Linked DNA regions of Mus musculus: regions 1, 2, 4, 5, 6 and 7 are each linked to region 3. The links are chromatin contacts, called in public ChIA-PET, HiCAR-type, HiChIP or PLAC-seq and promoter capture Hi-C maps. All regions are on one chromosome and are shown on one strand. Each heading gives the region's core, a stretch centred on a gene start, on an enhancer-like site or on the middle of the called end of the contact. The rest is flanking DNA. Distances are from core to core; before and after follow the strand shown. Region 1 holds the start of Crybb1 (crystallin, beta B1). Region 2 holds the start of Tfip11 (tuftelin interacting protein 11). Region 3 holds the start of Pitpnb (phosphatidylinositol transfer protein, beta). Region 4 holds the start of Tpst2 (protein-tyrosine sulfotransferase 2). Region 5 has its middle 20 kb from the start of A630023P12Rik. Region 6 holds the start of Miat (myocardial infarction associated transcript (non-protein coding)). Region 7 overlaps Tpst2 (protein-tyrosine sulfotransferase 2).

Region 1 (2,700 bases), core at 199-2,698, 930 kb before region 3:
CTACAGAGTGAGTTCCAGGACAGCCAGGACTACACAGAGAAACCCTGTCTTGAACCCTTGACCACCTCCCCGCAAAAAAAAAAAAGAAAAAGAAAAATAGTCCTTGGGGTGAGTGATTTTGGGGTGTTGCTTCCAAGCTGCCCCCTACCCATGTGCTTCTCAGCCATGTCTATGGACTCCCCCACAGCCATCAGCTCTTCCTGGGAGACAGGGCTGAAGCTCTGGGTTCCACCCTGCTCTAGGACAGCCAGTCTCTTCCTGGATGCTGTCCCTTCCCTGCACTGCCTCCTGCCCTCTAGCCTCACACCCTGTTCCTCCCTTCCTGTGCTCTCGTGCTTGGTTAGTTCACCACCACATGTGTGTATAGCATGGCTTTGCTCACCAGTGATGGTTCCCCCTCGGCACCATTGGGCACAGTACTGAACGCCTCACATCTTGACCTTAATGGTGGGACTAGCTGGGATTGGGATATCCCTCTAGAGTCTAGCTGGAGGGAAGGTGCCCTGCAGCCCCACACAGCAGTCAGCTCCCATCTGAGGCAGCAGATGGACAGGCACCTGGGTTACTAGATGTAGCCTTGTAAGCTCGCCTGTCTGCCTCCTTAGCACTTGTCTCCATGCCAGGTGCACAGGAGCTTCTCAGGCAACATCTGTTCAGAGAGCGAATGCCAGTGTGTGCGTGTCCTGAACCTCTCCCAGCCCTCCGCCCCTGGCGTCCTCCGAGGGCAGATGTGGGTGTGCAAAATAGCAGCCTGGCACTCGGGGTTGGAAGGCACAAGGAGAGGGAGTAGGGTGTTTCCATTGCTCCACGCCGGAGCTGTGCCTGTGGGCGTTGGGTGGAGAGGACTCTGGTCAGCTCCAATGCTACCTCAAGGAGCACAGACTTCTGGGTATGGGTCATGCCTGACTGCACTGTCTCCTGGAGGAAATCCACCAAGACTGTGCTGATAATTTACAAGCTACTGGAACTCTTGGGGCCCAGAGCAAGTTCCCTGGGTCCAGGTGGGTTCCCAACATCCTCTCTCTAGCTGGGATGAGCACACTCCTCCCAGGCTTCCTCAGGAAGACTGGATGCTCGGCTACCCACACATCTGGACCACATCTGGGGGTTTCAGCCACCCTCAACCTGTCTCTATTCTGGGAAACTCTTCCCAGAGGCTGTGCTCCTTTCCCAGCCATGTGTCCGTCTCCCTCCCTCTCTTGGTGAGGACCATTGCTTTCCTCTCTACCTCCCTGTAGCCCAGGCTAGCCTCCAACTCTCAGCAATCTTCCTGCCCCAGTCTCCAGAGTGCTAACTAGACAAGTATGCACCAGCAACCTTTCTGGGTTTGGCTTTCAGCCTGGCTCTGTCTTCGTCAGCTGCCCCACCTCTGTTTCTGTCCTCCTCTCAGTTCTCTGGTGGTGTGGCAGTCCCCTCTTACCTGTATTGGTGGACAGGCGGGTGCTGTGAGTGCCTCAGGGCCAACCCCCCATTTTATAGCCTGGCAGACATCAGGGTCTATAGTGTAGCACAAAGAGGCAGCTGGGTCAGCAAACCTGGATGGGGCCCATGGCCGGCTCTGCCCCATTACTGCCCAGGCTAGCATTTTCTATTGTTGGCCTGGAACACAGAGAAACCCTGGCCCTAACCCTGCTCTGACTGCTCTCTCTATTTCCCTGGCTGGAGACAGGCCCAGGGCCTTGCTGGCTGCCAGCCTAGACTAGGGAAGGGGGATGGGGGAGGAGGTGACCTGGGATAGAAACCGGCCTCAGTCAGGCTGCTTCACCCACCGTATGGCTTCTCTACCTCTAGGGGGTCTCAGTTTACAGGTACAGTTGACAATTCTCCCTGTGGATGCTGCCCAGAACTGAAGACAACATTGAACATGTTTTATAAGGGCAAGAAACGGGTTTTCAGTCCACAGGCCCGGTCCTGAGTGCTTCTGTGTGTTTGCAGCCTCTGGGGCTTTGCAGCACACCTGCCCTATCCAGATCCTTGCTGCACCCATTTCTTGGATGAGGAAGGCTGGGTGCAGAGGCCAGTACTGACCATGGCAAGCAGGAAGGCTCTGGCTATCCAGCCTTGGCCCTGACTGAGGCTTGCCTGAATTCCCTGTTCTAGGGTGGTGGGGTAGGGCTGGGTCTCAGGCTCAAGGGCTTAGCATTCAAGGCTTGGGTCCTTCTTAACTGCCCATCAGCTCCCACTGTCTGACAGCAGGGGATGCTGCCCAGGGTCAGGAACACGGAGACTCTGGGCAGCCTCACATCCCACTGTACCTGACCGGGCCAAGGGCCAGCATTTCACCCAGGACCTGGACCCTGGCAGGTTCCTGATAGTCTACTGGAGAGGGTAGGGACATCTGAGATGCAAAGGGAGGGGGTGATAGAGAGAAAGGTTTTTCAGAAGATGAAGGGAGGAGTCGATAAACGGACAGGGAGGAGAGAGCCCAGGGCAAAGGAGAAAACAGAACAGCCAGGACCGCCAAGCATCTTAGTGGACAAGTGAACGCCAGATGACCCACCATTTCCCCAGAGAAACTGAAACCCACACAGAACAGGAAGCTTCAACCTTGTTCCACAGTGTGAACCCCAAGTGGAGTGGAGCTGGAATCTGGCCAGGCCAGGCCACCTGCATTCTGTGTCGCCAACCCCAGTAGGAGTGCAGCCATCTGAGAAACCCTTCTCTGGGGAACCCAGGACCCCCTGTGGGGCCTATCTCTAC
Region 2 (2,700 bases), core at 165-2,664, 1.0 Mb before region 3:
CCTAACGCACAATGCCTTGTCAGAGTCAATCACCATGCACGCGTGGGGCGGGGCCACAGAATGACAGGCACATATGCCACAGAAAGGAAGCAACAGCTCTAAATGTTATTACCTCAGAAACCAGGTTGGTCTTTTTACTTCTCCAGGAAAAGTTGTATCTAGCCAATTTGCAGTTCCAGGGAAACTTCAGAGCATTTTCTGAAATACTATTTCCACGGGACTGAAGGTTTCCTTCCCTGAACGGCTTCTACGGTACTGGAAGGTTGCAGTCTTTCTGAATGCCACTTTGCAGTCACTCCTAGAGGGTAGGGAAAAAACAGTGTTCTACCCAGGTAGCTATTCATCTCTCTCTCTCATAACTGCATTCATTCAGTTCCAGGAGAAGCTTGTAAGGACTGATTAAGATGATACTTTCGAAAAACAAAAGCTCCAACACTTTGGAGGCAGAGAGGCAGATCCATCTCTCTAAGTTCAAAGCCAGCCTGGTCTCAAAACCGACAAAACAACAACGAAAGCTCCGCTCCCAGTAGGTGCTCAAGAAACAGCACCCTTACATCTTTGACTCTAGCAGTAGGGAGGCAGAGACCAGGGGGGTCTGAGTTCAAAGCCAGCCTGGTCTACAAAGCAAATTCCAGGGCAGCCAGGGCTGGCTGCTAAAGAGAAATTCTGTCTTGAAAACAAAAACAAAAAACAAAACAAACAAACAAACAAAAAACAGAAACGGGGGGAAAGGGAGGAAAAAGGAAAAAAAAAAAAAAGCATCTTCTTCCACTCCATGATCGGGTTTCAGGTTCACACTCATTACAAGTCAGGACTGCGAAGTGAATCCTTCAAAATGATTGTGAAAATCATTAACACTTAACACCCCAGCCTGAGTCTAAATCGCGCCTCTATGAACACCTGTGAGTGTGGTTATCACATTCAAAGGTCCCGACCCGACACTGTGTGCATTGCACAGTAACATCCTCACTATGTGACACCAGTGACTGACAGCGTGAAAACGGCTCCGCGGTGACTAACAGCTCCCCCCCCCCCCCGCTGCTCCTCCTCCTCCTCCTCCTCACTATGCACCGGCGAAACTCAACAGGTTCCGACCCCAGCAACCAGCACATGTTGAGTTTCCTCAAAGGAGCAGGAAGCCCTAGGCCCACTCAATTACAGCACCGCCACCTCCCCAGCACAGGGGACAGGAGACGCTCAGCTCAATGTCAGCAGCGGGCCCGGAGCGCAGGGAAACCGTAAAGCCGTCGTCACGGAGCCTCGGAGCCTCAGCCCGCGCTCCCGGGACGCCACCCCGCCGCCTGCTCACCTCGCTCAGCATCCGCGAGAGCCACACAGCCTTCGCCCAGCGTCCCCGAATCTGCGAGGGTCCCGCCAGCCCAAACCCGGATGTGGCCTTTACCGGCGCATCGGAAATACGTCATCGCTCAGAGGCGGAAGTGGCGCGCTGTTGCCCCGGCAGCGACTTCACGCCGGAGGGGGCGTGTCTGCAACCCGGAAGGGCCGGTGATCCCGCCTCGCGCTGCTTCTGGTTCCCATCGGAACTGAGGCTGAGTGGCCGTCTCGTTCCAGGGCGAGCCGTCGCCAGGCACTGGAGTCTTACTTGGCGTTACCAGCGTCACGAGGACACTGAGAGATTAAAATGTCCTCGCGACCCCATGTCGAGTTCTCTCCAGGAAGCAGTTTTATTGTTCTCCTCTTTGCTCTAGTTATTTCTCTGTCGCTGGGAAAGAACGGAGTTGGGGTTTCTTGTTGGTTTGATTTGGTTTTGGTTTTGTGAATTTTCAAGACAGGGTTTCTCATCCTGCCGTGGTGGCGCACGCCTTTAATCCCAGCACTTAGGAGGCAGAGACAGGTGGATTTCTGAGTTCGAGGCCAGCCTGGTCTACATACAAAGTGAGTTCCAGGACAACCAGGGCTACACAGAGAAACCCTGTCTCGAAACCCCCCACCCCCAAAAAAAAGAAAGAAAGAAAGACAGGGTTTCTCTGTGTAGCCCTGACTGTCCTGGAACTCATTGTGTAGACCAGGTTAGCCTCGAACTCGGGAGATCTGCCTGCCTCTGCCTCCTGAGTGCTGGCCTTAAAGGCGTGTGCCAACGCGACCCACAAAGAGCATATGTCATCTTTTTACACATCTTACAAATCTATACATAGTCTGGTGCCATCTCTGGTTCTGAAACTAATTTGTTTTCTCTAATACCCTAAAAGGCTGGGTCCTGGTGGGTTTTGTTGTTGGCTGGACTTATTTTTGTTTTCCCCTGTCAGCTTGATACACACTAGAGATATCTAGGAAAAGGACTCGGTGCTTCCATCGGATGGCCTGTAGGCAAGACTGGTGTCGTTTGCTTGATTCATGATTGATGTGGGACGGCCCAGCCCATTGTGGGTGGGGCCTCCCCCTGTGGTCCTGGGTGCTGTAAGCACAGGGAGCAAGCCAATAAGCAGCGTTCCCTCCGTGGCTTCTACTTCAGTTCTTTTTAAAAATGTCTTTGGACTGTAATCTGTAAAGCAAATAAATCAGTTTCCTTCCCAAATTGCTCTTGGGTATGGTCTTTACAATACAGCAATAAAACCTAACCAAAAAACATGCAGGAGGATTTGTTAGTGAGGCTCTTGGGGAGTCCGTCAGAGCCAATGTGATACTGTGGGATCAGGGTCCCTTCTTGGGGTTTTATGGTCACGTGAATGAAAGCATCTA
Region 3 (2,700 bases), core at 65-2,564:
GAGGACTTGCTGCTCTGAGTAACTGGGTTCAGTTTCCAGCCCATGGACGGTGGCTCACTTCTTGCTCTAGTTCCAGGGGATCCAATGCCTAATGCCCTCTTACTACTACCTCCAAGAGCACTGTATGAACGCAGCACATATGCACACACGCAGGCAAACACTTAAATACACATATAAACAGGCAAATCTTTAAAAACACCAAATGCTGGCTGAAGATGTGCTATGTACTAAAGACTGATCCAAAAAAAATGGAGGTATCAGAGTGAGTATCCTGCACAATGTAGGGCGAACAGTCAGAAAGACAAACAATACACACTTCCCAAGACCTTTAAGGTGAGCTACTGATTTGAGGAAAAAGCATTCGAGTCAGCAGAAAGAGAAGGAAAGCCAACATACAGAGCGACAGAGGAACAAGGGGTCTTGTAATGCTGGAATGGGCAAGGAAAAAAAATTACATATGAGCAGAAAATAGAATCTGGGCAGTGTTAAGTAGAGAAACCTTGTTAGTGATTTTTACAAGGTTGACGTTAATACAGGCAAGGAATCTAGACAGCTAACTTAACGTCTTTTTTTTTTTTTGCTTCTTTTAAGAATCTGAAATTAAACCAGGGCCGAGGAAGAACAGCAACAACAAAATGGGTCACACTTGAAATTGCACAAGGGACACCGGCTCAGGTATGACAGCTGAACATTCCCCGCCACCACGGTTTCCTGTGATGTCCGTGGCTCTAAGCAGAGGGGGAAGCCACAACTTCCCAACAGAATGACGGGACCAGTCCGACGAACTTGGGAAAAGTCTTTATTTGCCGTGTTAAGCACCATGTGTTTAACCCCGCACCGAACCCAGTGAAGCAGGTGGGGCCGGTGTCTCCCCATCTTAGAGATGAGGGGTCTGAGAGCGACCGCAGGGGCATGATCTAGAGTGGGCTTCACTGAGCCTGAGGTGGGTCGGGCTCGAACTTGCGGGCGACCCTTCGCCCGGCATTCCCGGCTCCCCCGAGAGCCCCGGCCGCACCGCCGACCCTGGCGCTGACTGCGGAGGGCGGCGGCGCCGCACAGGGCCTTGGGGGCTCCAGGAAGGAGCCAACTGCGACCCGGGAGCGCCCTCCTCGCGGAGCCCACCGATCCTCCCCAGCCCGCATTCCGGAACCTCGTTCGAGCCCAACGACCCACTCACAATTCCTTAATCAGCACCATCTTCCGGGAACCCCTCACAGCCGCCGCCGCCAGCCGCCACCGCCGGGCCTCGCAACACGCAAGCGTAGCCCCGCCTCCCAATCGTCCGAGCCCCGGGAGCGCCTGCGCGTCCGCGCCCTTCCGCCGCCGGCCATTGCGTCAGCGCGCCTGGGGGAGCTGACTCCGCCCAGTCCACGCCCCGCTCACGGAGCACGAGGCCTCCACTGCGGCTGCGTGGCCCCTTGGCGCGCTGGTGAGCCTTGGAGCGCGCCTGCGTACTCTCGGCGAGCAGTGGGGCAGCAAGCGCGGCGTCCTCCTGCCAGCGTTAGTCTCTCACGGCGCTGTGCAGCCTATGGTTTCCAGTGAGTTCTCCAGTCGGGACCCTAAACGACGTTGAGTTCGCACAGGTGTGGGAGCCGAGGACGACCTCAGGTTTAGCAGGAGCGTGTTCTAGAAACCCAGACAGACCGGTGTTAAAATCCTGATGTGTTCGCCCCTTGTCCTAACTAACCTTTTTAAGGGTACATCTATCTGGTTTGCCTGTATTGTGTCTGCTCCCTGTGTGTCTCATGCATACTGAGGTTCACGTGTAACTGGAGATGCAGACAGTTGTGAAATGCCATGTGAGTGCTGGGAACCAAACCTGGGTCCTCTGCAAGAACCCCCAGTGTTCTTAACAACTGAGCCCCTGTCCAAACATTGAATCCTCAACAAAAGCAATTTTGCATGAGACAGACCCAGACCCAGTTGGGTAGACTAATTCTAGACGAATTCTACGTGTCTAAGGCATTGGTTTTTCATTATGTGCTTTCGGGGCAAAGAACTCACTACAGGAAGAATGAAAGTTAAATTTTACTAAGACCAATCAGAAGCCCGTCCCAACACGGGCTTTAAGCACTAGTTGACCTAACAACTTTGATAAAACAATTTTGAAACAGTGACTAAGTACTGCTCTTGGACTGCCCTCTGCTTCCTCACTCACTGAACTTAGTAACTTGGGATTCAAGGACCTTTTAGTGGGATTCCTAGGGAGCTGGATAGCTGCAGGAATAATCTTCTTTGTGTCAACGGGCATTTTAGGTAAATTTGATTTCTCTATACTTTGTGTCAAACCATATTTTTTCCCTCATCGAATGATCTTGAAAATATTTTCATAAAAACTAGAAATAGTCTCAAGAATATTCTTCCCCTCTCTAGTGATTGATTTATTTATATTTTATGTACATTGGTGTTTTACCTGCATGTATACCTGGATGAGGTCAGATCCCCTGGAACTGGAGTTTCAAACAGTTGTGAGCTGCCACGTCGTGGGTGCTGGGAATTGAACCCAGATACTCTAGAAGAACCACCAGTGCTCTTAACTGCTGAGCCATCTCTCCAACCCCAGTCCCAAGTGTTCCTTAATTTTGTTAGATATCAGAGCATAGGTCAGTTGTCCCGATTTGGGAAACTGGGTTGGACTTTGAAGATGAAGCCCTGGACCTGAATCCTGGCTGGTTGACTTCAAGAAATCTGGAATAAAGA
Region 4 (2,700 bases), core at 121-2,620, 950 kb before region 3:
ACATATTCAGAATTTATGGGAAACCTCAAGCCAGGCAAGTGGCACAAGCCTCTAATTCCAGCACTCCGGGGCTGAAACCGGAGAGTCTGGGGTTCAAGGTCAGCTTGAGGTAGATAAGACTTGGTCACAAATATCATCATAACCATCACATTCCAGAGGCAGTAAAGTGGTAAGGCACTTTGGGAGTTTGGCAGCTCCTCAATAGGTTAAACTTTAAAGGGATCCTGAAATTTAGGCAAAACTGAAAAGAGAAATACAGTGTGTGTATTCCCAGCAACAATACTAATCACAGCCATAAAGGAACATCAACCCACTGTCCATCTACAAACCAATGGACTACACACACACACACACACACACACACACAATATCCACACTAGGAAATACTATGCACATGAGGAACCATACACAGAACCACCCAGAGCAGAGAAATCCATAGACAGATAGTAGTGTAGATGAAGGTGAGCCGGGGTCTGGGGAAAGAGGTTTGGGAGTTGAGGGTTAGGGACTGCTGCTTTGGGGGATGTACAAATGTTCTAAAAGTAGACGAGGATCAGTGCGTAATGTGAGCATCCTAAAACCCACCAACCACCTAAAGTTTACTTCCAAAAGAAGATTTATATGGTTAGTGGATCAGACCTTCAGAAAAAGTGTTACAAAAAAAAAAATCCTTAGATACGGTTTTTAAAACAAGATATGGTAAATGGAATGAGCCCAAGGCGAGGCAAGGCGGGTACAGCGGTTCACAAATAACTTAACAGCTTCTTCAGGGTAACGAAACAAACCCAGTTCTGTATGTCCGGAAACAGAGGCTGGAGAAAGGGCATGTCCCCAATACTAAGCCGGAGCCTCCCAGCCCGATCTGCCCCAATGCAGAAGCTGGGCCTAACTAACCATCGGGCATCCCTGCTAGAATGAAAGAAACAAGGGGTTGGGGAGGGCAAGGAACAGTATGAACACCGGGAGCAGTGGGTACAGGGGCAGCCACCTCTGGGGGGAGGGGGGAGGGTCACACGCTCGCTCGCGCGCACAAAACCCCGCGGGAGAGTTTCTGCCCCGTCCTAGCTGTGAGTCCCAGCGCCCGGGCACGTGACCCCAGGCCTCAGTTTCCCACGTGTGAAGCAGGAAGCAAGCAAAACAGGGCAGAGCAAGAGAGGTCTACGCGTTCTTAAGAACCACCGTGGGCCGCGACCTCCGCAAGTTAACTTCCCCGCGGCGCCGCGCGGGTGGGGCTCCAGGCCACGCGCGTCCTCCCGCGGCGACCAGGCCTGTCCGCGCCGCCCACCGTCCGGACCGCGCCACGCAGCCCTGACCTGGTACTGGCCGAGGCCGCTGCCACCTACCGTGCCCAAATCGGCGCCCGCGCAGACTCCGGCTCCCTGCCGGCCGCCAGGGAGGCGCCGCGAGGGGCGGGGCCGCGTGTCGTGACGCAAGGGGCGGAGCCACTCGTGATCACGCCCCTGTCGCCTAGTGCTTGACCACGCCCCCAACGTCTATCGCTAGAGCCGCGACACTCCAGGCTTGCCCAGAGGGTTGGGGGCGGGACCCAGATAGGCCCTGCCCACACGCACGGCCTCCGCCACTCCCCCTCCCCTAGCTTCCCCTCTAGCGCCATGACGCAAGGGGTGTGGCCAAGAGAGCCCGCCCCTTCCAGCGTTGCCCCGCCCTCATCTCCTCCCCGGGGGCGGAGCCCCTGCCGTTAGAGCTTGCTGCTCTGGCTCCTTTAACTACGCAGGGCGTTCCTCCTCTGCACGGCATCCTTGAGGGCGCAGCCACAAGCTGGCGTTCAGACGCTGAGCGGGATGGCTGTCCGTCAGCGCAGGGGTGTGCACTATAGGTACAGGATTGGGTCCCAGAAAGGAGCCAGCCCAAGGTGTGCAGAGCAAAGGAGAAGGTGTAGGCTAGCCTCTCGCTGCGTCCTCTATAGCCTCTGTTTACAGCGCGCGCGCGCGCGCACGAGTTGTGGTGTGTTTTACCATTTTAAAATACATTAGATGGCTCGTTTGGTAAAGACGCTTGCAATCCCCGAAACCCGTGCAGAGATGGAAGAGTAGAACCGGCTCCACAAAGTTGTCTCCGACCTCCACACGTGTGCCTTGACACACAGTAATAAAAATAAATATTGAAAATAAAATCCTGGTGTTTGCGAGATGGCTTAGTGGGTAAGAGCGCCTGCCTCTAAGTCTGACGACATGAGTTCGATGAGGGACCCACATCATACAAGGACGTACCCCTCCCACCCAAACAAATCCTTTGACCTTCCAGGGTGTTGTGAAACCGTATACCCCAAACCTGTACAAAACTAAATGAAATTCATTTTTATACTAGTTACAACTAACACAAATATCTCTACAGGCCAGACAAAGCAAGGCACACAGATATGTGTTTGTCATTCATTCATTCATTCATTCATTCATTCATGTAGTCTATAAAACAGTGCCTGCCCTGTGGGAGATGCTGGGCTGACAAAGTCCCCGTCTTGGTGAAGCCAGTTACCAAAAATGAAACCACACAACATAGCATTTACTGAGTGCATATTTGAGATTTTTTTTTTTTTTTTGTGACTAACGACACAGCTCTGGGAGTTTTATACTATTTATGGGTGAAGAAAGATCAAAGAGCAAGGTCTGCCTGAAGGGGACTTCTGCTCCGCTGAGGGCTTTCTCTGAGCTTTATGATTCCACAAGTAAGCTGGATTCC
Region 5 (2,700 bases), core at 130-2,629, 840 kb after region 3:
GAAGCATTCCCCCCAAATGTGCCTCCTGCTTAAATGGCTTCTTTGTGTCTGGATTGGTGCAAATGTCCATAGTTGGCTTAGAACATGCTACTTCACCCTAAATTCCATCTGCAATGACCTGTACCCCTCTGCCACATTCTGAAGTAGAGGGTGGGACTTCACATGTCCTCTAAGCCCCTAACAGAGGTGGCACGCCTACAATGACTGAGTTGGAATTACTCACAGAGTCTGGGTAAGAAACTCAACATTCCCTGGGGCCAGGGTTAGGATCAAGCCTCAAAAGCAAGGATAGCTGGGCATGATGGCGCACACCTTTAATCCCAGCACTCGGGAGGCAGAGGCAGGCAGATTTCTGAGTTCAAGGCCAGCCTGGTCTACAAAGTGAGTTCCAGGACAGCCAGGGCTATACAGAGAAACCCTGTCTCGAAAAACAAAAAAAATAAAAAAGCAAGGTTAGCCTGATGATGAGCCTACTGGGAACTCCAAGGTTGGGCAGAGACCTCTGCATCAGGGCCTGGCCCTTATACACCAGACACCTGAGGACCTTATTCTATCTAAGTCTTCCTAAGATGCCCATTGCAGCTTCCTGGGAGCCAAGGCCCCTCTAACCAGATGAACCACTATTTCTGGGGCAGGCATGGAGCTTTGTGTCTTTGCAAAGCCCTTGAATGTCTACATCATGTGACAAGGGCTGAAAACCCCCCAAGCACATTCTATGTACACGCACGCACACGCACGTGCTTATGCATACACATAGCCCATCAATTAGCTTCTCAGAACAAAGAAAATCCACTTTGAGATAATTTGCTGCCTAGATGCAGAAACAGTGAGCAGTTTTTAAAGGGCACCTTCTTTTAATTACAAACAGAATTCAAGTGTTGCCCCTGGGCCGCCATCGGCAGTAGTAGCTTAGAGAAGAGATGTGGCCGTAGGCCCCATGGTGCTGGTGACATCTGGGTGCTATTAGGAGCTGAGGCTCCTGGTTCTGCCCAGTATATCTCCTGCCTAGGAATCCAGGCCATGCCGGGCTGTTGGGAAGGGTCTGAGATGTCAGAGTGGTATCAGGTAAGGTCTTCTCTGTCAGTGTGAACTCTGGCGTATCAGCTGCTAAAGTGTAGGCTGCCTTCCCCAGCTGTGTAGACTATTTTTGGTACATTTTAGGCCCTCACCTCTGAACAACAGAAGGACTTCATACACATTAGTCAGGCCTAGGCTTTGGGGGAACTGGAGACCACAACCCTAGGCTGGCTCTGGAACTAGGAAGTCTATGCAGGTTACCAACCTAAGCACATCTTTCTGCCAAACCACAGGAATAATGGGACCCTGAGAGCTATGTAGAGCCTGGACCAATGCCCAGCTATTCTCTCTCAACTCCACTCACCCGTACAAGGAACAAGAACGAGCTGACTGAGAAGGATGAAGAGTGTGTCTGAAACACATGCCCAGACCACACAAAACAGAGGATTCTTCACGTTAATGTAACACATGTATGTGCAAGACCATGATCCTCCCAGATACCCCACTGTTCGTCTGAGCCCTATAGCAGCCCCACTTACTGCAGAAGCTGCTTTCCCGTGTCAGAAATAAGGACCCTGAGGAGTAGAAAGTTATGGTACCATCTGGAGACAACCCAGCTAAAAAGGGAGTCCTAGGATCTGGACCCAGACAGTTCAGGATCAAAAGGGAAGGCAGACAAAGAAAGACAGGCAAACAGAAAGACACCATCAGACAAAGGGAAATAGACAAAGGTAGAGATGAGGAGGCAGAGAGACAGAGAAAGAATAAGAAAGAAGACAAGAGAGAGGAACTTACAAAAAGAGCAGGGACCACATCACAGGCCTAAGCCTGAAGAGGGAGGTATTCTTGTTGTGAGGAGCCCTAGTTGCCCTCTAAGTCAGACTCTGCAAGTCACAGCTGGCCTGCTGCCGGCTTGGAAAGACAGGCCACCCCCTGGCCTAGCTTCTGACCGGTATGAAGGGTGCTGCTGTCACCTTGTGGTCATATCTGGTTCTACATGCCGGGAGCCCACAGGCACTTTTGTTCTCTAACACTGTCCTGAAGTTCTCTAGTGCTTACTACATATAGAAAACCACCATTGGCCCTGCTTCTTGTAGGCTGCAAGGGTTGTTGAGATCCCCGAAGTTGCCAGCTTTTCCAACTGTCTAGGACCTGGCCCAGGGCTCTGTCCATCTTAATTTTGAAGAGAACTGCTCAGGTGTCTTCTACGTGTGTAGAGAAATTGTAATACAGCAACATGGCTACTCTGGCAAGGGGTCACATCCAAAGACTTTCGGGTCTGTAGAAGTTTGAACTTGGTTCTTCCTCCCAGCAACATGCTCCCAGAAATAAGACTCAGATTCAAAATATATTTACAAATACCTTGGCCATATAGCTAGGCTCTTCCCTAACTAGATCACAATTTACTATAATCCATTTACTCAAATCTACATTCTGCCATGTGACTAGTTACCTGTGCTCAGATACCATGTATCTGTCTCATTACATTGGATGAACCCGGGACCTGGCCCTATCCCAGAATTCTTTCTGCCTCCTGGATGTTCCACCTTCTATTCTACCCTTTTCTATAGGCCATAGGTTTTTTTAAATTTTTAATCCATACAATACACAAGATGTTCCCTCTACATAGGTCTGTGTGATCCAGTTGGAACACAGACACACCTTTAATCCCTGGAGATGGAG
Region 6 (2,700 bases), core at 8-2,507, 900 kb before region 3:
TGAAGATGACAGAACCTGGAAGCATGAGTTCAAATCTCACATGGGTCCCTCACGGAGGCTGTGTGCAGCCCTCCCCGTCCCCTCCTCTCCCCCCTCCTCCTCCTCCCCACCTCTGTATGTGAGCAGTGAGGGCATGCCAGGGAGATCTCATGCTGGCAAGCTTGACCTCAACTGAGTTCCACCCCCTGGATTTACATGGTGGGAGGTGAGAGAGCCCATTCTGTTGTCCTCTGAGGCCCACTGTGGACGGCGTGCCCACCCAATCATACTAAATAAGTGTTTTAATTTATTTAAAAAAAAAAAGAAATGAAAGGTGGGTTTGTGAGATGGCTCAGTGGTTAAGAGCACTGACTGGTCTTCCAGAGGTCCTGAGTTCAAATCCCAGCGACCACATGGTGGCTCACAACCATCTGTAATGAGAAACAAATAAAAAAAAAAAAAAACCTATGGGCTGGAAAGAGCAGGGGCCGGAAGGAGCCGAGCCAGAGCAAGAGGGAGAAAGGGAAGGGGGAAAAAAGAAAAAAAAAAGTTTAACAAACAAACAAAACAAAACAAACAAAATCCCAAAAGGTGAGCTAGCTTATTGAAGAGAACAGCTTGGGGCCCAAGGGCCATCTTATGCTGGGTGCCTCTCCCCTACTTAACCCGCTGACTGGAAGAGAATAGAGAACCAGTTTGGGGAAACACCCATGCCCATACGGCCACATCTGGTCAAGGGCGTGATCCGAGCTGAAATTTAAGCTGAGGACTAGTAGGTGGAATGTTCTAGCACAGGGGTTCCTCAACTGGAAGAGGCACTGGTGGTCCCATTTCACAAGTTTTGATCCAGCGGCACTATATTGGGGCTTAGAAGATGACAATTACATCATGGTCTCAAAGGTGTGGATGGCGCTGGTCTGGAGCATCACAGAACCAAGGTTTTTAGCGACTCTTTAGCATCCCTGTAAAGCTCGTGATGGTGCCAAGGAGTGCAGGCAGAGCAGATGCCAAAATTAGAGACCTCTGCCACAGACTTGGGTTCGAATCTTGCCGCCGCCCTGACCAGGACTCTTCCTAACAGAGTTCCTCGGCAACCACGCCCCGGCCCTGAGAGCCAAGCACGGATACCGGGTCCTCTTCTGGGATTCTAGGCAGTGCTTCTCGCTTAGGCGCCAGGTCCGCGATCGCGCCTCCGACCGTCGCGCGCCTCTCCACTGGCCAGCGTTGCTATGGCAGCGCCGCAGGGGGGGGATGCTGAGGCTGAGGCTCGCAGTAGCCCCTTTGTGAGGCGCGGGAGAGATGTGCACCCCACATCTCTTTGCTTGAGTCCTGGTCCGCAAGATGGGTGCTTGTTCGTGTGCCCCACCCCACCCCCACGCCCGAGGCCGGGTGCGGCAACTCCGCCCGCCAGCCGCTCCTGCATTAAAATTTCATGGGCGCTGCAGTAAACGCGAAGACGACGCCGGTTGCGCTGGGGGGCCGTAGGGAGGGAGGCTGCGGACCAGAGCGGGGAGGAGTTTGCGAGGGGAGGCGCTTGGGAGGACTCCCCCAGTTCTGTTAAGAGCTGGGCACAAAGAGCCCTTTGCACTCCAGCCGCAGGAGCGAGGAGGAGCCGAGGTAAGCCGGGGTCGCCATTCTCACTCCCCGCCGTGCGCACCTGATCCTCGGGAGGGCAACGGGGTGGGGGTGGGGTGTCCCACAGTCCCAGGGCAATGGTGGCCCGCGCTGAGTGGGTGACGGGGCTCCAAACCCGCAATGACCAGATGTGAGGGTCCAGTGGATGGACCATGGGGATGGAAACACAGAGGATGCTCAGGGTCTGGTAGTCACGGTCTGAGGGGGAACAAAGACCCTTCCCTTCCCCCACAGCTAGATGCACATGGGCGTGGGGACTCCGGTACAACACCAACCCACAAGGTTAGCAGGTAACTCTCTGGGATAGGGACTGCGCCCAGGCATGGAGGGTGGGGTAGCGGGTGGTTTCTCTGACTCCCTTCCTCCACACGCCCAGCCCTTACCATTCCTCCACTTATGGGCCTTATCCCAGACCTGGGGCGTCCAGCGCAGCCTCAAACCCAGGGCATCTCTGCACTCTCATCGCGACGTCGCTCTGGATGCTGTTTGCATATCCTTGGGGAGTCACTGCTTTGGCACAACAGTCCTGCGAGGTGGTAAGAACCCATTTTAAAGACGAGAAAAAGGAGGTCCAGAGAGGTTTAGCGGCCTGTCCAAGGTCACTCAGCCAAAGATTTTTGAGTTTGACACGACGGACTCTGAAGCCCACATGGCATCTCTAAAACGGTGTGGGGGTGACCCTAGAACTCACTAGCTCGGTTTCTCAACCCTCCTGGGCTCTGAGACACTACTCTCTGCAGAAGCTGGGGGTTTGAGAGGGAAAGGTCTAGACCTCTTTCATCTAGGACGCGAACGAGATTATTTCTTGGACAGAGGGATTCCGGGGACCCCTGCCTCCCCACTCTCGTCCCAGTCTCCCGAGCACAGGCCTCCAGGCGTCGGGGATCGCTGGCGCTCACACCCCACTGCGGAGAGGAGTCGCGCCAGGAAAACGCCCCCACCTGCTGCAGGGAGGGGCTAAGGGATCGAGGGCAGAGAGAGAACTTGCTGGAAGCTGGAAGCCGGTTTGTTTTTCTCGGCGCCAGCGTTGCGCTGAGCTGGGCGCAGCCTTGCTGCCTCCCCAGAGCGCTCTTTCCAGGAGGCGTC
Region 7 (2,700 bases), core at 195-2,694, 970 kb before region 3:
TCTACATCCCTCCTTGGTCCTGTCTCAGGTCCTGGGGTACGGATGGTACAGGACGTGGCTCTAGAGATGGGAAAGTCCCTGATCTTTTAGACCAGAGTCTCAGTTGCCCTAGTCTGTACACAGGGGCTGCTGGGAGGCTTCAGTCTAGAAAGAAGGACCTGGAACACCAGCAGTGACTGCCATTTGTGTCACAGCAGGAAGGAGTAAGGAGTGACCACCTGCATTTCAGTCTTCCATTTCCAGAGAATTCTCTCACGCTTATCATTGAGTTTGTTTGTTGAAGGTTTTTTTTTTTTTTTTTTTTTTCCTTGGAAATGCAGCCCTGCTAACACAGTAAGGCTCAGCTGGAGAAGGGATCTCACCTTGCTTCTACCCCACCAGCCGCTCAGGCCCAGGCCTCATGGGCATGGTGGCTGACTTCCCCAGGAAGAAAGCAAGCAATCCAGACGGGGCATTGGAAGCTTCCAGAGAACCTGGAGGCAGCCTGGACGCCCCCAGGAGGGCCTTGAAATGCTAAGTGTTCCCAGGTCTGCCAACCCCATGGCTGGCACCAATCACTCTCCAAAGAACACAGGCTCACTGAGACCCACGGACCCACTGATGGGCCTTCCACCTCAGAGCAGGCATCCGAGGTACCACCACAGGGGTCGAGGAGAGGTTTAAATTCAGCCAAACTGAATAAAAAGTTCACTTGGCTTTGTTTTGGTCATATGCCAGAGGCTCAGAAACCACTGGAGTCAGTGGGGAGTACCGTACTGGATAGCCCTGACCTAGACAGTACCCTGTGGCCTCTGGAATGTGGTGTGCTGTGTGCACACCCTGACCTAGATAGCGGCCTCTGTGGCTCCTGGAGCGCGGGTGCTGTGTGTACTCAGCTCCTGCAGGTTCTATGTACACAGGCTCACCTGAGCTTGGAGGGAAAACTGCCTGGGTGTTGACTTGTGTGGACTTCATGTTTGTTTTAGCTGGACAGTAGCATGGGACAACTTACTGTTCCCACTGCATTTACAGTGCACTGCAGTACAAATCAATTCGAGGTGGTTTGCAGCACACAGAGGTGGGCCAGCAAGACGGCTCAGCGGGTAAATGCTCTTGCTGCACAAGCCCGACTTGAGTTCAAATCCCGGGACCCGCAGAGACGTGGGGAGAACTGACCCCACGGAGTGGTTTTCTGATCTCCATACTCAGACCACGGTGGAGGCTGTCCACTGAGACCTTTCCTGTCAGCGGAGGAGGAGGTGGAGGAGAAGGAGGAGAAGCATGTGTATTTTTTGTGCTTCTCTCCAAAGAAGGGAGAGAACTCTGCAGGCGTAGCAGCCTCAGAAACTGTCAGTACACCACAAACCCCAAAGCAGCAGCCACAAGAACAGTCATAGACTGTCAGCCTCTATTCTGGAACCTTCTGCTCAGAGCTCGTGCAACACAGGACAGTGAGAGGCAGGGGTGTGGTCCACAGCTCTCCTTCTTACAGGAGGATCACAAGTCAGCACTAAGCCAGGGGCTATCCACATCCTCCCATCAGCCCTGTGCTTGCACAGTGGGATCTGCCCTCTAGGGGCCAGCTAGGTTTGTGAGGATGCAGGACAAGTATAACTGTGCCCAGGGGCAGAATCACTAATAAGGTGGGCCAACTGGCGCCCATTCGGGTGCTCCCTGCAGAGTCCTGGCGGTCTGGGACATTTTCTAAAACAGCTTCGGACCCCATAGCTCACACTATTTCCCTGTAATGTAGCATCAACTGATTATCAGGCTTTCCACATGTGGGCCAGGCACAGAAAGGGTGCAGACCACCTGCATCCAGACCCAGCTGTGTGGCCTGACATTGCCTAATCTCCCTGAAATCCTCTGAGAAACAGGGCTGCCGGCACCTCTGGGCTTCATCACACTCAACTTCAAAAGGCCATGGGGACTCCTGGAGCCTGAGGAGAGACTGTCAGTGAATCTGTGCAGGGATATCTGCCCGGAGCAAGTGTTGCCCGGCAGGTGCCATGAAGTGTGTTTGTCCCATTTAGTGGAAGAGGTTGTGGCTCTGCAAGTGACGTAATGAGCCGAGACCACACAGCTAAGGAAACAGAAAAGTCAGCTTTGTCCTTCAGTACTGCTGTCCCCGTGCCCCGCCCTGGTGTCATACAGCTCTCAAAATGAACCATGAGGGGCTGGGGGCCTCATGCCAGCTCTCAGCTCAATCCCTGGCTGCTCAGGAGCCATGAGAAGGGAAGAGGGCAGCAAAGGCAGAGGGATCTGATGGAACCACTTATTGAGCACCTACTGTGCGCCTGCACCTACTGTGTGCCTGAACCACTCACACTAGTAGGCTTGGATGAGAGCAGAAGACAAAGGAGGAGCACCAGGTTATCCTCAGCTACACAGAGAGCTCAAGGCCAGCCTGGGCTACATAAGAGACACAGTGCTGGAGCCAAGGACAGAGAGAAACAGCCAGTTTGAGGAGGAACAGACACCCACAGTGAACAGAAGCAAGTGACATTTTGGCTCAAATCCATCGCTCTGTACTTTCTAAGCTGGTGTTTCCCTACGCTCAAGAGATCAAGAGGCTCCCAAGAAAACAAGGAGCTGTGAGCAGAGGGAGGCGGCAGTAGCTGAGGCTACACCTGTAAAGTGGTCCTGGATGGGGATCCAGGGGCCCTGTGCACAAACCCAGACCTTTGTGTGATCCTGCCCCCAGGGAAACAGCTCCCAACT

What was found. Promoter capture Hi-C pulls out the DNA fragments that hold promoters and counts their contacts. ChIA-PET counts read pairs in DNA pulled down with a chosen protein or histone mark. HiCAR-type assays count read pairs that join an accessible place to other places. HiChIP or PLAC-seq counts read pairs in DNA pulled down with a chosen protein or histone mark.
Region 1: a contact with region 3 is called in a HiCAR-type map of astrocytes, with 4 times the contacts expected there. The contact joins the promoter of Crybb1 here to the promoter of Pitpnb in region 3. A contact is called at or near these places in 11 of 39 promoter capture datasets (the 3T3-L1 cell line, 3T3-L1-derived adipocytes, the C10 cell line and 7 more) and 7 of 115 datasets of contacts at active chromatin or transcription factors (astrocytes, bone marrow-derived macrophages, embryonic forebrain and 4 more).
Region 2: a HiCAR-type map of astrocytes shows a contact between it and region 3, with 3 times the contacts expected there. The contact joins the promoter of Tfip11 here to the promoter of Pitpnb in region 3. A contact is called at or near these places in 5 of 39 promoter capture datasets (the 3T3-L1 cell line, embryonic stem cells, erythroid cells and 2 more), 1 of 484 Hi-C or Micro-C datasets (CD4 T cells), 3 of 115 datasets of contacts at active chromatin or transcription factors (astrocytes, epiblast stem cells and pancreatic cancer cells) and 2 of 9 other capture datasets (adipose tissue and liver).
Region 4: a contact with region 3 is called in an RNA polymerase II ChIA-PET map of memory CD8 T cells, with 26 read pairs. The contact joins the promoter of Tpst2 here to the promoter of Pitpnb in region 3. A contact is called at or near these places in 5 of 39 promoter capture datasets (the 3T3-L1 cell line, hippocampal neurons, liver and 1 more), 1 of 484 Hi-C or Micro-C datasets (uterus), 8 of 115 datasets of contacts at active chromatin or transcription factors (astrocytes, bone marrow-derived macrophages, craniofacial prominence and 4 more) and 1 of 9 other capture datasets (adipose tissue).
Region 5: a promoter capture Hi-C map of 3T3-L1-derived adipocytes shows a contact between it and region 3, with 6 times the contacts expected there. The contact joins the enhancer-like site here to the promoter of Pitpnb in region 3. A contact is called at or near these places in 9 of 39 promoter capture datasets (the 3T3-L1 cell line, 3T3-L1-derived adipocytes, the C10 cell line and 4 more) and 1 of 115 datasets of contacts at active chromatin or transcription factors (bone marrow-derived macrophages).
Region 6: an H3K4me3 HiChIP or PLAC-seq map of bone marrow-derived macrophages shows a contact between it and region 3, with 5 times the contacts expected there. The contact joins the promoter of Miat here to the promoter of Pitpnb in region 3. A contact is called at or near these places in 7 of 39 promoter capture datasets (the 3T3-L1 cell line, embryonic stem cells, frontonasal cranial neural crest and 3 more) and 14 of 115 datasets of contacts at active chromatin or transcription factors (the NIH/3T3 cell line, astrocytes, bone marrow-derived macrophages and 11 more).
Region 7: an H3K27ac HiChIP or PLAC-seq map of extraembryonic endoderm stem cells shows a contact between it and region 3, with 5 times the contacts expected there. The contact joins the enhancer-like site here to the promoter of Pitpnb in region 3. A contact is called at or near these places in 7 of 39 promoter capture datasets (the 3T3-L1 cell line, embryonic stem cells, frontonasal cranial neural crest and 3 more), 3 of 115 datasets of contacts at active chromatin or transcription factors (T-cell acute lymphoblastic leukemia, astrocytes and extraembryonic endoderm stem cells) and 1 of 9 other capture datasets (adipose tissue).

The regions. Positions count from the first base shown.
Region 1 is chr5:112,254,568-112,257,267 of GRCm38.p6, reverse strand. Crybb1 (crystallin, beta B1) reads right to left here and starts at 1,448. Exons shown (of 6, transcript NM_023695.3): 1 at 1,421-1,448. It also overlaps a transcript of Cryba4 not described here.
Region 2 is chr5:112,325,083-112,327,782 of GRCm38.p6, reverse strand. Tfip11 (tuftelin interacting protein 11) reads right to left here and starts at 1,414. Exons shown (of 14, transcript NM_018783.4): 1 at 1,310-1,414; 2 at 113-298.
Region 3 is chr5:111,329,311-111,332,010 of GRCm38.p6, reverse strand. It overlaps Pitpnb (phosphatidylinositol transfer protein, beta), which reads right to left and starts at 1,314. Exons shown (of 12, transcript NM_019640.5): 1 at 1,178-1,314. The coding sequence starts at 1,197.
Region 4 is chr5:112,275,415-112,278,114 of GRCm38.p6, reverse strand. Tpst2 (protein-tyrosine sulfotransferase 2) reads right to left here and starts at 1,370. Exons shown (of 7, transcript NM_009419.5): 1 at 1,344-1,370.
Region 5 is chr5:110,493,255-110,495,954 of GRCm38.p6, reverse strand. No RefSeq gene overlaps it. Among named protein-coding and RNA genes, the nearest start is that of A630023P12Rik, 20 kb to the left of the region's middle. Within about 2 kb of position 1,379, at least 53 of the 459 cell types and tissues checked have an H3K27ac peak or open chromatin away from gene starts, as enhancers often do. A contact at or near this core is called in 3T3-L1-derived adipocytes, where this site is marked.
Region 6 is chr5:112,227,505-112,230,204 of GRCm38.p6, reverse strand. Miat (myocardial infarction associated transcript (non-protein coding)) reads left to right here and starts at 1,257. Exons shown (of 7, transcript NR_033657.1): 1 at 1,257-1,596; 2 at 1,849-1,904; 3 at 1,991-2,150.
Region 7 is chr5:112,300,660-112,303,359 of GRCm38.p6, reverse strand. The region is part of intron 1 of Tpst2 (protein-tyrosine sulfotransferase 2); the gene reads right to left. Among named protein-coding and RNA genes, the nearest start is that of Tfip11, 24 kb to the left of the region's middle. Within about 2 kb of position 1,444, at least 52 of the 459 cell types and tissues checked have an H3K27ac peak or open chromatin away from gene starts, as enhancers often do. A contact at or near this core is called in T-cell acute lymphoblastic leukemia, extraembryonic endoderm stem cells and liver, where this site is marked.